Regions from separate parts of the Mus musculus genome. Here regions 2 and 3 are each linked to region 1. Evidence: chromatin contacts called from public HiChIP or PLAC-seq and promoter capture Hi-C data. All regions are on one chromosome and are shown on one strand. The core of a region is the stretch at or near the end of the contact, and the rest is flanking DNA. Distances in the headings are between cores, read along the strand shown.

Region 1 (2,854 bases), core at 204-2,703:
GAGCAGAGGGCAGATTGCTGAGTATCTAACGGTAGAGACATGCATGGAACCCAATACAGCAAGAGCCTGAAGTTTAAATCTGTCAGACCGGAGGGCTGGACAAGTGGACAAGATGTGGCTGGAGCGATAAGGTGGTGGGCTGGCTCAGGCCTTGGCCTGGCACCAGTGAGTAAGGAACCTTGGAAACATAACAAGTTGCCACAGAGTTCTTACCATCATGTTCTGCACCAAAGACCTCGGTTTGTAGAAGCCCAAGGAAACTGCAGAGGGCTCCTGACTTGAGAGACCAGATGGAGCCACTATGTTGTCACCCCCAGTCCTAGCTGACGGTATATCTGCCAGGTTCCGGAGCAGTGTCCAGCCATATATACCGGTGTGCTTTAACCTGCTGTGTGAGCATATTGTTCTACTGTATGATCAATATGAATCAGTGAATGCGATTTTAATATTATTATCAAATAAAATTGATTTATTGTATATTTGGTCATCTATAGTTATGTTGGAGCATGTCAGAGTTTACATGTATCACTTCAGGGCTGGAGGGATAAGTCAGTGGCCCTCGCTGCTCTTCCAGAGGACCCAGGTTCAGTTCCCTGTACCCACATAGGGTGGCTCACAACTGCCTGTCCTCCAACTTGAATCTGATGCCCTTTTCTGGCCTCTGAAGGCATTCACGCACACACAGACAGACACACACACAAACAATACAATAAAAATAAATTTTAGCATAAGTAAGGCTTTTGGAGATTATATAGTTTATTTGTAATTTTCCACTCTGCACAATATATATCTGTGCTAAAATTTCATTGATACTCCTCCATTTCAGCCTCATCATACACACGGACTCCCAGAACAAACAAACAACAACAAAATCCTATACATCTCTACAGTTTCCTGTATTACTTCACTTGAGAAACATAAGCCTGTATATCCTGATGTCCCCATGGGCCTGAGGCTCCTGTCACTGACAAGAGATAGAGGACCTGGGCCCATCATACTAGGGAGAGCAAGGGAAGAGGTAATGGCCATACACACCTGAGGGCGGCCTTTACACTCGGCATACAAGGGGGAAGAGGAGGTGTTGGACACTGGCGGACACCAACTCCAACATCCCAGAATAGCTGCATTGGATGGAGGGGGAAGGCTCTAAGGAGGTTGCAGCTTGGCATCAGTAGGCTGCCGTGCATGTCATTCTTCCCCACGCAGCCACAGACACTTAGGGTTCATCTAGTCTCAGCTGAGCTTGGCACGGTATGGTCGCAAGCTGTAGGCTGAGTCCGGGTGTTTCCCGTGGGTCTCTCGGACACCTTGAACTTGCGTGATTGGCCACCTCACCACATCTGCAAGCTTCTCCCTACCCCTAAAAGGGGAGGCAGTTCTATTCCCAGGGGTGTTGCGGGGTGTCTGAGAGGAAGTGTGTAGCAGGCATCATGCTACTAAGACGGTAGTCTAAGAAACCTGCCTGTCCCCTGGGGTGCACTGAGCGGAAAAAGCCAGAGTTGTGGTTAACTCTGGCCTGCTGAGTTAAATGGGGACCTTCAAACTCTCCTGGAAAGGGGACACCCCCAGAAACAATGCCTGAGCCTCCTTTGCTCTTAGGCAGCTGGGGCCTGAAACCAAGTGGTCCATTACCTCTCCCTAAGAACCAAATGGCGACTCCATCAATGGCTAAGAGCTCCAGGGCAAGGATGCTCCCAACTCCCCTGCTTGCTCAGAGTTGAGAGAGAAGGGGGTGGGGATGGGGGGTTCCGCCCAGGCATACAGGAAATGCCAGGCACTGGTTAGGTTTTTGTCAATGTGATACAAACTAGAGTCATTTGGAGGAGGGAACATCAACTGGGGGATTTTCTTCAGCAGACTGTCCTGTGGGCATGTCTGCAGTATTGTCTTGATGAATGGGTGACATGAGAGGCCCGTCCCACTGTGAGCGGGTGCCACCCCTGAGCAGGTGATCCTGCTCTGTTGCCACCACTGGCCAGGCTGAAGCTAAGTGACCATGGGTAGTGAGCCAGTGAGTGGCTTACCTGGTCTTCCCTCAGTGATGGGCTGGGACCTGGGAGTCATGTGGTGAAATAAACTCCTCCCACCAAGCTGGGTCTTAGCCAGGGTTTTACCACAGCGACAGAGAAACCCTGTGGACTGGAAGATACGCAGATCCTTGGGAAGAGAACTTCCTGTTTCTATGTGTTTATGCGTGTGTGTGTGTGTGGGGGGGGGGATGTGGGTAGATCTGCTCCCCCCTCCCGCCCCCCCCCCATTTCTGAATCTCTCTCTTCACCTCTTTCAGTAAAGTCCAAGTACAGAAAGCTGCCTCTCCAGGCACAAACCATCCTCTGCCTCCTGCCTGAGGCACAGGAAGTTTCTTCCGTGTTCTACCTGCAGGCACACTTGAGGCTCTGAATAGCCCCTGGAAAGGTAGTTGTGGCCACAGCTGCTTCAGTGAATGCCAGCTGGGTTAAACCCACCTCAACCACACTTAACTCTGCACTGGTCAGGTGTTCTCGACCCTCGTGTTCCTGTTAGCTTCTGTGTGCCTCTTCTGACCCTGTGAGGTTGGCATTGTTATACCCATTCTACAGGTAGGGAAACTGAGACACAGAAGGGTTGAAGAATATACTTATGGTCCCTCAAGGCCAGATAATGGCCTCCAAAAGCGCCATACTTAACAAAGCCATCTCAATACATCACAAGTGGTGGGGTAAACTGAGGCCCAGAAAAGCAAAATTCACGGTTGTATCTGAGGCTGTCTTCGTTGTGATGGAATTGAAGAGGAGAGCTCCGGTCTCCTGATGGAAGGGATACTCTGTTCCCCCTCAGGAATGATGGGAGCAGGCTGGGGGAGGAGCCAAAGGAG
Region 2 (2,700 bases), core at 12-2,511, 300 kb before region 1:
TCTTGCCTTTTGCCTGGTGTTTTAATGAAAACTTTACTAAAGGCAATTAACACGTACACCCGTGAGGTAAAGTACCCTCAGGAAGGATGAGACCAGGGGCGGGAAGTGCTGTCCTGCCCACCAGTGTCTGGCTGTCTGGCCTGCTGAGCTGTGAGGTCGCTTGGTGGAAAGCTGTGATGTCCACACCACGAGCAGGCAAGTAGCATCGACTGCGTCAGAGTAGGCTGCATTTTCCAGCTGTCAATTAATTCAAACGAGCAAAAAGCAAACACATTCATCTTCGCCCACGGTCCTCTTCTTTCTTGGCTTATTTACCTAGTACTGGGATTCAAGGGGACATTTACATGAACTTTTGAAAATAAATATCCCAGTTCTGTCTTTTGTCCTGCTCAATCCCCACCTTTGGCTCCAGAGCCTGCTGCAAAACTAAAATAAAATATTTCTAAAATCTATGTTTGATCTGCAAGAACCAACTGGCTGATGCTTAAGCAAATGTCACCTTTGACAGCACAACTGTGAGAGGAAACTCATCCGCCGCAGGCGTTAGTCACACGTGTCTCATCCTCACAGGTGGTGGCTGCGTGGGGCTGGCCTGGTGGCCACGACTCTGCACAGTGTGACACACAAGGCAAGCGATGAGAACGTGCATTTTGGTTCAAAACAAGTAGCAGGGAGTCAGGATGGCTTGTCTTATGACAAACCCTGCATATAAAGAACTTCTGGACAAGGATGCCCTTGTGAAAATGGCTACCATTCCCTAGAAAAGCTGGCCTCCAAATTTTCCTTTTTTTTTCCCCCACCTAGCCAGTGAACAGTGAGGGCGGTTACCTGCTCTCTGCTGCAGTGGGGGTGTTGGCAGCACATGCTGTCACTCAGTGGTTTCCAGTGTTTCACTGGGGGGGGGGGGGGGAGCATGGGCCATTAATCCAGATGAACAATCTTCAGAAAACACGTCCCTGTTCCAAAGCCACAGTGTTAATTAATGTCCCTTCCTAATCTGAAAGGGAGTTTGTTTTCTTACATCTCTTTAAGTTGCCATATGCTAGACTTGTAAATATCCCAAGTGTTGGATACTCATCTGGTAAACTGACCAAAGGAAACGGACATTTCCCCGACCCTTGTAACCTGACCCTTGGCACCTCGTGCCTGCCCCTCAAAGGGACGCTTGAGTCTTGGGAGCAAACATCTGCCTGGCCAGGTGCCGGCAGTGCCATGGCAGGAGCTGAGTGAAATGCAGAGGAAGTGACCCAAAGCCGAGCCTTGCAGGTGTTCTGAGCTAGGGCTGGGCCCAGAGCGCTCATTGTTTAGAAGCTGGCAGGCTCCCAGGAGTTCAACTGTCAGTTTCATTCTGAAATGTCAAACATTTCCTTAGCTGGGGATGGATGGCGAGAGCCCCGGAGGCTGCAGCCCTGTTAGGAGGAAAAAGAAAACACCCCAATTTCTGTCTTTGAGAGTTGATTCAGTATGCATGGCTCAGGTTGTTTCAGGGGCCATTCTGCAAACTTAGACCCACTGTCCATGTCAGAAAGATGAGGGCTCAAGCCTGCCATGGTTATATGACAGTGACTGACTTCTGTCAGTGACTCTTACTGTAAGCCTTCGGGTGATATACACCAGAGACCCATTTCTGGCCACAGGGGCAAGTGAAGGTGCACATGGAAGCAGACTGGCCAAGAACCAGTTCAGTTCATGACAGTAAGTGTTCCTGGCTGCTTTTACTTTGTGTGTGTGTGTGCCTGGTATTTCCACCATAAAAAGTAGAGGCACAAAGAGAAGGAGATAAAGAAAAGGAATTGTATCTTAGTTTTTCAGCCCCAAAGGGTCTGGCCCTTTATCCCTGGTGAACCCTGTCTTCTGTTGGTTGTCAGGAGCCCTGGGTGGGCCCCCATGGTTTAGGAAGGGGTTAAAAGCACAGGTGAGAGCAGAGCTAGCTGGCTCCCCATGCAGCCCTCCAGAACCTCTGCTTCCTTGTATACGGAACAGAGAGTGGCCAATTACGGATCAGTGAGCCAGGTAATACACCTCTTGTCCTGAGCCCCGGACCTTGTTACTAGCTTTGACCTCAAACTGGGCTGAGCTTTAGTGCCTTTGAAAGGATCCATACTTCCAGGACATTTCCAGAAGGGTGCCGAAGCTGTCATCACAGATCAAACACTGTTGCTGTGATCAGGCCACTAAGTCAGGTCTTCGTGGCCCAAAGGATCCCGAAGCCACAGCTGGCTTTTACTTACCGCTTTCTTCTCCCCTACAAATGACTTCCTCAGTGCACCCAGCACTAAGTTTACTTAACACTGTTGAAAATGACCTCTCAATGGACTTGTGTTTGCCTGAAAGCATTTAAAATATAAAAGTCTTATTTGTTTTTGCTGTTGAAGTTCCCTTTTTGTCTTTGGATAAGCCCCTACTTTATAGCATGCAATCAACTTACTGTCTAAGGTGTCAAGAGGGAAGTATGCATCCCTTCGGGGATGTGTGTGTGTGTGTGTGTGTGTGTGTGTCCCAACATGCTGCTACTGAAGTGCCATGTGTCTGACACAGTTTCTGTGGTAGACACATTATCACCTTTAAAGGCAACACTGTATTTCTTTCTCATAGGCCCCACCCCTTCAGCTGAAACTTCCTGTCCTCTTTGAACTTCTAGAACCTAAGACACTTGGCTCCATGTACCTGTGATATTTGTTGGTTGATTTGGACCATTTT
Region 3 (2,881 bases), core at 3-2,502, 490 kb before region 1:
CCCTAGAATAAACTAAGAGTGCGATAAATTGTGGAGATGGCTTTGCAAAGCGTGCCAGGCTGGCCAGCTCCGTGCTCGTCACAGTGATTTTCAGCCGGTTGTGTTTTGTGAGATATGTAATGTGCTTGCTATTGTTCTCAGGTCCAGCCTGATGAGCGAAGAAGCAAAGCGAGGAACTCCCAACCCTTGGCTCTGTGAGGAGCCGGAGGAGACCAGAGGTTTGGGTTTTGATGAGATCCGACAACAGCAGCAGAAAATTATTCAAGGTACCTATTGCTCCAGGACTGTGGCTCACAAGCCTGGCTATTCTGCTGTGCTTGACTATTCTTTATCTCTACTGAAAGCTAGAGTCCAAAAGTAAAGCTCTTGGTTTTGGCCTCAAGCTGCTTGAGGCAACGACTTCATTGCTGCTCTGACTCCATGGTCATCACATCAGCTTTTACCCTCAACTTCATCTGGACCATCAGGGTTTTTTGTTTGTTTGTTTGTTTGTTTGTTTGTTTGTTTTACCTTTTTATTTGTAGGTTCCACACTTTTGCTTTAAAGTGTGCTGTTTTTAAAGTTTCTCATTTTTTAAACTTTCAGAAGTAATGTACTGTTGCTATGGGTTCAGGCAAGATTTGGGACAGACAAGACAGAGAGTACTTTGTGATGCCTCTCCAGTCTCAAAACTAGAGGTGGATTAGTATGTGTATCCACAGTCCCGCTTGCATTACATCTATGTCTGTGTTTAGTATACATCTATGTGTATGTTTAGTATTTAAGTACACATGTAAATAGCACGTGAGGTACATAGCTATCTCACTATGTGAACATTTCATAGTTTTCAACTTAATGTTATGGCTTTTTCCCATGTCAGGGTGCCTGCTGCTCTTTCTACAGACGTATTTACTGAAATACAATTGGCATTATCATAAGCAGCACAAACTCAACGATTAGATGAACTTTGACACAGTATACACATGTGTTTGCATGTAAGCCCAGCACATACACATGTGCGTGTATGTTTGAAGAAAGCATCACTGGAGTCAAGATAGTGCACACAGCTTGCAGAAGTTCCTCCGCCTACCTCTGAGGGTCTTCCTGTTCTTCCTGTTGTCTCTCCCCAATTCCTCGACAGCGGCTGATCTGCTTTCTGTCGCTGTTAATTGGTTTCTATTTTCCAGTTTCACGGAGTACACTCATACAGTATCTACCCTCTTTGGGGGAAGGGGATCTGGCTTCTTTCTCTATGGCTAATTTTTAAATGCATCTGAATTGTCACGTGACTCTTCTTCACACATGCTGATTTTTTTATTCCCCTAAGATGTCTTTAGTTTTCTCTTCCTCTTTCATTAACCTGTAAGATATTTTCATATGTCCCCCTCACCGTTCTCTTGTCAGATAGCTTTGGGTTTTGTTTTTAGAAGGAAAATTAGTTTCCTTAAGATCCTGCAAGGGCGGCTGGCTGGGCGGCGACAAGGTGACAAGCGTCTCTCAGTGACAGTTTTCAGACTACGGATGTTGTTAAGTCCAGTTGATCAGGTTTTTTTCTTGTGTGATTTTTGTTTTGATTACATCGAAGAAAACATTCAGTAGGTTAAAGCCACAAGATTTATTGCCTTTTCATCTCTAGTAACTTTATAATGTCAGGTTTTCACGTCAAGTCTCTCAGATCTCTTTTGAATTGTTATATAGGCACAGGTGCATTTTCCATTTGGATATCCTTCTGGCTTCGAGCCATTCAAAAAATAAAATAAAAAGAATGCTTTCACTGATGAATGTCAAAGGTAATCAAATGGCCATGTACATATATACATGTATATACATATATGCATGTATACACATACATGTATAAACATATATGGCCCTGTCTCTTTGCTCTATTCTCCAATAATCTGCTTGTTTTAAGGGGGCATGAGCTTTGTGCTTCTCTGATAGATCACTAAACCAAGTGACATGTGACATCAGACTTTATTCTTTTTCTTGGTATTTTTGTATACTTTGGTTTTTCATACTTGTATTTGAATTTTAAAGTCAGCTTTGAATTTTTTTTTAAATGGCATCAAGGCACATGTAATTTTGATTGAGATGACATATTTAGGTTCTTTAGAAGAGAACTAATGTGACATCAGCAAGAATCCTCAATCCGTAATCTGGATTATCACTAAGTAAATCTCACATAGTCTTTCATTTTTCTTAGCATTGCTTTTTAGTTTTCATGATGCACGCCTCACGTGCCCTTGGTCAGGTTTATCCCTACATATTTTACGCTTGTATTGTAAATAGCATTTTAAATGTCCAGTGTCTGATTATTGCTCATATATAAAGCCGCTGTTTATATCTGTGTTGTCTGTGGATCACGCAACTGTGCCCACTCTCCCTAGTGTGCTCTAGTAGCTTATGTGTGGAATCTGCGGGTTTTTCTATGAGTAAGACAATTGGATTTTCTAATTTCATTGCAGATGCCTTCTGTGTATTCCTCTTGCCATATTGTACTTGCTGCAGCCTAGTACAGGTTTGAAAATAGATGTTCTTGCCTTGTTTCTGTTCCTCATGGGACGTGTTTATTTGAATCCAAGTTTGAATCTTTTTTTTCCTTATTATTTTTCAGTACTGGATATTTTTTAATTTTCTAGAAATATTTTTGTGAGTAGTTGTAGGATATAGTTATATTATTTGGGTCATACTTTTATTTCTATATTTTAAAAATGTTATGTATATATACATGTGTGTGCCTGTGTGTGTGCGTGTATGTGTGTGTATATATGTACAATGTGTTGAGGCACACATGCCATGGTGCACATTTGAGGTCAGACGCCACCTTTGTGGAGTCTGTTCTTTCCTTCCAACTTCACGGGCTCTGGAATCAAACTCAGATCATCAGGCCCTGAGGCAAGTG

Evidence for each region. Promoter capture Hi-C pulls out the DNA fragments that hold promoters and counts their contacts. HiChIP or PLAC-seq counts read pairs in DNA pulled down with a chosen protein or histone mark.
Region 2: a promoter capture Hi-C map of pre-B cells shows a contact between it and region 1. The contact joins two enhancer-like sites. A contact is called at or near these places in 2 of 39 promoter capture datasets (pre-B cells and stem cell-derived epiblast-like cells), 3 of 484 Hi-C or Micro-C datasets (the N1E-115 cell line, embryonic fibroblasts and embryonic stem cells) and 1 of 115 datasets of contacts at active chromatin or transcription factors (embryonic stem cells).
Region 3: an H3K27ac HiChIP or PLAC-seq map of large pre-B cells shows a contact between it and region 1, with 5 times the contacts expected there. The contact joins two enhancer-like sites. A contact is called at or near these places in 8 of 39 promoter capture datasets (the 3T3-L1 cell line, the C10 cell line, the SN4741 cell line and 4 more), 2 of 15 datasets of contacts at CTCF or cohesin (large pre-B cells and stem cell-derived epiblast-like cells), 9 of 484 Hi-C or Micro-C datasets (the G1E-ER4 cell line, the N1E-115 cell line, embryonic fibroblasts and 3 more) and 1 of 115 datasets of contacts at active chromatin or transcription factors (large pre-B cells).

Annotation. Positions count from the first base shown.
Region 1 is chr11:68,497,373-68,500,226 of GRCm38.p6, forward strand. Pik3r5 (phosphoinositide-3-kinase regulatory subunit 5) reads left to right here. Exons shown (of 19, transcript NM_177320.2): 19 at 1-474. Among named protein-coding and RNA genes, the nearest start is that of Pik3r6, 4.2 kb to the right of the region's middle. Within about 2 kb of position 1,454, at least 63 of the 459 cell types and tissues checked have an H3K27ac peak or open chromatin away from gene starts, as enhancers often do. A contact at or near this core is called in pre-B cells, where this site is marked.
Region 2 is chr11:68,198,735-68,201,434 of GRCm38.p6, forward strand. All of the region lies in intron 7 of Stx8 (syntaxin 8), which reads left to right. Among named protein-coding and RNA genes, the nearest start is that of Mir6406, 21 kb to the right of the region's middle. Within about 2 kb of position 1,262, at least 77 of the 459 cell types and tissues checked have an H3K27ac peak or open chromatin away from gene starts, as enhancers often do. A contact at or near this core is called in pre-B cells, where this site is marked.
Region 3 is chr11:68,011,174-68,014,054 of GRCm38.p6, forward strand. Stx8 (syntaxin 8) reads left to right here. Exons shown (of 8, transcript NM_018768.3): 5 at 142-266. Among named protein-coding and RNA genes, the nearest start is that of Stx8, 46 kb to the left of the region's middle. Within about 2 kb of position 1,253, at least 4 of the 459 cell types and tissues checked have an H3K27ac peak or open chromatin away from gene starts, as enhancers often do.